2 separate regions of the Danio rerio genome follow, and region 1 is linked to region 2. Evidence: chromatin contacts called from public Micro-C data. All regions are on one chromosome and are shown on one strand. The core of a region is the stretch at or near the end of the contact, and the rest is flanking DNA. Distances in the headings are between cores, read along the strand shown. Region 1 holds the start of znf143a (zinc finger protein 143a). Region 2 holds the start of adma (adrenomedullin a).

The links. A called contact is a pair of places that touch in the nucleus more often than the background predicts.
Region 1: a contact with region 2 is called in a Micro-C map of caudal fin, with 6 times the contacts expected there. The contact joins the promoter of znf143a here to the promoter of adma in region 2. A contact is called at or near these places in 3 of 18 Hi-C or Micro-C datasets (caudal fin, hematopoietic stem cells and an unstated tissue) and 1 of 4 datasets of contacts at active chromatin or transcription factors (embryo).

Annotation. Positions count from the first base shown.
Region 1 is chr7:72,689,997-72,692,696 of GRCz12tu, forward strand. znf143a (zinc finger protein 143a) reads right to left here and starts at 1,443. Exons shown (of 16, transcript NM_001007441.1): 1 at 1,322-1,443. It overlaps pkd1l2b (polycystic kidney disease 1 like 2b), which reads left to right and starts at 2,317. Exons shown (of 34, transcript XM_021478036.2): 1 at 2,317-2,700.
Region 2 is chr7:72,312,207-72,314,906 of GRCz12tu, forward strand. It overlaps adma (adrenomedullin a), which reads right to left and starts at 1,366. Exons shown (of 4, transcript NM_001326709.1): 1 at 1,248-1,366; 2 at 747-850; 3 at 539-652; 4 at 1-427. The coding sequence starts at 838. The coding sequence ends at 118.

The sequences.
Region 1 (2,700 bases), core at 193-2,692, 380 kb after region 2:
TCCTTTTAACGCTGAAGAAAACATTTAAGTTTCTATATAAACTATATAGATGCTATTTGCTGGAAAATTTCATGTACATAAATGTAAATATACTAAATGTAAACCCATTTAAACTGAAAAATAAGAACTAAAACTATATTTCAATACAATTTCAACGTTTAGTATTAAAAAAGCAGTTAAAACCTCTCAAATTTGTGCTTTTTAAGCTTCTGCATTCATTTTAGATTTTGTATTGCTTTATTTTTCTTTCTTCCTCTCCTTTCCTTTCTATAACCTTGTTATACTATTTTAAGAGTAATTCATATATCATTCTTGTAAAATGTATCTCTGTACCACTTGAATGTAAGCAAATGATGAGGAAATTGACATTATTTGGACGAGCTATCTCTTTAAAACGCAGACGTGTAATGTTAGTTTCACTTCCTTCTTAAAATATTGTCTTGTATCTTATTTTTTTCAACGTCTAGTATTAAAAAAACTGTTAAAACATCTCAAATTTGTGCTTTGTTTAATATTTTGCATTCATTTTGATTTCCTTTTAACGCTGAAGAAAACATTTAAGTTTCTATTTAAACTATATATATGTTATTTGCTGGAAAGTTTCATGTACATAAATGTAAATATATAAAATGTAAACCCATTTAAACTGAAAAATAAAAACCAAAACTATATTTCAATACAATTTCAACGTTTAGTATTAAAAAGGCATTTAAAACCTCTCAAATGTATGCTTTTTTTAATATTCTGCCTTCATTTGAGACTTAATATTGTTTTATTTTTATTTTTTCCTCTCCTTTCCTTTCTATAACCTTGTTATACTATTTTAAGAGTAATTCATATATCCTTCTTGTAAAAACTAATCTCTGTACCACTTTAATGTAAGCAAATGATGAGGAAATTGACATTTTTTGGACGAGCTATCTCTTTAAAACCCAGGCGTGTAACGTTAGTTTCACTTCCTTCTCAAAATATTGTCGTGTATCTTATTTTTTTACGCAGTTTAACAGTTTTTACACTCGTTTAAAATAATGTTTCAGCGTTTATCATGTGTAATATTATGATCTCCGCTAACGTTAGACAGAAATAAATGCTGTAAACAAACCTGCAGCGATATCTAGTTTCACATAACGTTAGATGTAAACAAGATGACAAGACGATGTGTTGCAATTACAGACGCCTTTAGTGTAATGTACACGCATGAATAAATTCGTTATTATTACTGCTAAAGCACAATGTTTTCCGGCGGCTTCCATGTAACGTACTGCAGATCGCTTAATCTATTGGTATATTCGCATATGAATTTAGCGACTGAGACACTTACCTGTCCGATTAGTCCAAATATACCAGAAATAATGCGCAGGATCAAATACGTCTAATGTTTCCATAAATTAAGCTCCATTACATTATGAAATACAACGGTGTGAGTATGTGTGTGTGTTTTGAGTTGATGGTGCGTTTCTTCTGTGGTTTTAATGTCGGTGATAAAGGTCTGTTCTGCCCCCTGCTGTTCAGGAGGAAAAGACAAAAAAGAGGTTTGTTCTTTATATATATATATATATATATATATATATATATATATATATATATATATATATATATATATATATATATATATATATATATATATATATATATATATATATATATATAATATATATATATATTATATATATGAAAATCTTTTTTACCCAGAAGGCCAGAGCTGTGAATTGGCTTCTGTTTGGCAAGCCCGCCAATACAGGTATATGGCTGCTAATACAATGGATCGGTTTCTGAGACCCCCCGATTCAAAGCCTTAAAGTTCAGGGCTTAAACCCAAAAGACGACGATATGATGATCAGTATTTGAGTTTAGGATTTACCTGGACAGGACCAGCTGATGAACCACGACCTTTATGTTTGGTTTGTCAAGAAATTTTGGCTAATGACAGCATGAGACCCGCTAAACTTCGACTGTTTTGACTGGGATGGACAGTTCTTGGATCTGTTCTATTCATATTGAACAATCATCCTAGTTTTAAAAACGTTATATTAAAATACTTGTTATTACTCTGTAAATAATTGCACTTTCATGCAAATGAGGATAAAAGTGAGTTAACAGTCTGACATCTGTCTGTGTCTTATATATATATGTGTGTGTGTGTGTGTGTGTGTGTGTGTGTGTGTGTGTGTGTGTGTGCGTGCGTGTTTGGGAGGAGGGGGGCGCCAATGGATAAGTTGTGTCAAAAGGGAGGCCCACTGTCTTAGACTTTGAAAAACCCTGGGGTAGGCTAAATTGTTCATAGTGTATATTGAGTGTTTGTGGATGTTTGCCAGAGATGATGGGTTGCAGCTGGAAGAGCATCCGCTCTGTAAAAATGTGCTGGATGAGTTGGCGGTTCATTCCACTGTGGCGATCTAGGATTAATAAAGGGACTAAGCCAAAAAGAAAATGTATGAATATTTTTCGTGGTCGTGTATTTATTTGCAAACCCTAAGGAAAATCCAACAAGTAAGTACCTCGCATTGGAACATGGATATATTTGATGTCATTCAGATATTGAACAATTAAGCTAAAAAATCAAAATTGATACTGGAACAAATATTCTTAATGATGTACATTGTAAAATATACTTGCAATGCACTGATATGAAGGATTAACTATTCTTTTCAATAGCAGCTGTTGATTAGCCTAGGCCTTAAAAAACAAATTACTTTCTAT
Region 2 (2,700 bases), core at 116-2,615:
GATTGCTCTTCCAGTCGCTGTGCTTGGACAAGAATGCGCTGGAGAACTCTTGGCAGGAGTCTCTGTCGCCAGGCGAGCCTCTGTCGCCGCGTCCCCAAGTGCTCCCACCCCGTACGCTCACGTCCGTCTGAGCAGCGCTTCCAGCTTGTGCAGCCACGATTGAGAGTTTGAGCTGCTCCACACCATCCTCATCCCACTGCCATCCTTCCGCAGTCTCAAAACTTTCTCTGGAACGGACCTTCGCCGGCGGCCATACCCGTAGGGATTGATCTTGTCAACGGGTGCATTCCCAATCTTGAGTTTGTTGTTGAGGTCATGGAGACGGTGTGCCAGCACATGCACCGTGCAGGTGCCAAGCGAGCAGCCTGATCTCCTGGACTGGTTGATGGAGTTCTTGGAGCGTTTTGCTCTAATGCTGATGTCAGTGCTGGAAAGGCAGACAAGAGAAGACGTTAATGCCTGGCTGGTATTTCTGAGCAATTCATTTAAGTTTAATGTTCTAACAGAAAACGGTGACTTGAGTTGCATTTTTTCTTACCTGGAATGTGGCCTCAAGTTGTCTTTAACGTCGTCTGGTCTGACAAACTGCCTGTTTTCTAAAGCCCTCAGTGCAGGAAGACTCAAATCCCTTTTTGATCTCTGAAGCCAGACGCTGAGTATCAAAGAGAGGAAAGCATGTCCGTTAGAAAACTTTTCAAGCAACAGTGAACATCGGTACTGAATCAAGTCGTGACTTGAGTGCTTACCTTCTTTTCAGGTCATGCTTCGCACTGTCCACGCCGGGTGCAACGGCGGCCAGGAGGCAGCAGCAGAAGATTGACTGCAGGATCAGTTGCATCTTGATTGAAATCTTAAAGGAAATAAATGAATCGTCTGTTAGACATCAACCTCCAATAGTCTGAATGCAACTCCCCTACTCTGTGCCAACCATGCTTTGCTCAGGCTTGCACAAGAGTCCAAAATCCAAGCTATTTACACTCTCATCATGCATTTATTTACTATGTCAAGCTGAGGTTGCACTTTCTATGAATAAGTAAACTTGCAGCTATGCTTCAGGTCCCCAATAAGCACTAAATGATGTATATTCTTCCAACTACATCAGGCAACAAATTCTCTTCAATAAGACTACAGTTACACTTGCCTGGCTTACATGTGCAAAACTGGGTCTCAGATTTCTTACGTAACTACAGATAACCTGTGCATTGATCCCAAGCAAGTAACAAAAAGGCATATTTAGAAATGCATACCTGTGTTGACGTACTCTTGGGTTGGCCTCAGAAGTCTGTGTGGAAAGTAATCCAAAGGCGCTTGACTTGCTGGGAATGCTGGTGCAGCAGTGATACTCTTCTAATAGTCTGACTCTCCAGAGCTGGGGTAAGTGCATTTATACTAGTAGAGATGGGAGGGGCCGAGGCTGACACACTCTCTCATCTCAGGACTTCCTCTCCGTTGCTCAAGCTGAAAATCTCAAAGTACCAAAGAGAATAAGAAAATGAAACTGGGCTTATTGATGAAATTGCTTAATCAAATTTTTTCTTAAGGAAGCAATAAACCGCTGCCAGTAATCACGGGGATTTCTTTGGGGTATGCCAACGTTACTAAAAATTAGTTTTTTTTTTTTTTTAAACAGCATTGTTGATTGTTGTATTTGAGTGTTGTCTGGGGGTATGGCAATGATCTGTATGCTCCTTAAAGATAAGAAACAACAAGTATTAACTTGTTTGATGTAAAATATTATTGTTAAATAAAAAATCATGGCCAATGCATATAAATATAATACAATATGAAAATAAAAATGAATTATTAAAGCAGTTTAACTGTTTCAACTAGTACTGAGTGAGCTTTTGGTAACACTTTTCGACAAAGACCCACTGGTTGACATCAGTTAACGCTTTAATTAATATTAACTACCAATTTGCCACTGTGTTTATTCATATTTGTTCAGTTTAGTTAATAAAGAAGCAGTTTTGTTGATTGTTAGTTCATGTTACCCCATTCATTAAATGGCTTAAGGGATTTAATTCTGGGGGAAAAAATAAACCAATGCCAGTACTTGTGAATACTTTAGAAAATGACAACATTAGAGTGAATTTAGCCTTTTTTTCTGATGACTTTTAGACCTGTGTTGTTGGCTGGGGGTACAGAAATGATGTGTGCTCTTACAAAAATAAGAAAAAAAAAAAACAATGTTTAACTTGTTTGAGGTTAAATTAATATTATATTAATGCAAAATACGAATATTAATATCTTTATGCAGCTACACGTAACACAATAACATAACAACAACATAATTTATCAAAGCAGTTTAACTGATTTAACACAAAGTATCGTGAGCTTTTGAGAACACTTTACAACAAAGACCTATTAGTTAACATCAGTTCATGCTGTAATATTACCTAGCAGTGAGCTACAGCATACATATTTATATGTGTCTTTGTTTATTTTAGTTACCAAACATTGACTTGTTCATTGCAATTACATTTATATTAAATTATATTTGCTATTACATTTATTAAAGTCAAAAATTGATGCTATTAAAGTTAACAAAGACACAACAAATGCTTCATGATAATTAATCAGTTATCTAATGCTACCTATTTTATTTTTGTCAAATAAAGTGAAATATATAGATCATGACAATACTGAATATAATTAAGCCTATACATTCATTAAGCTGATACTGATAGTATTTTCTATGCA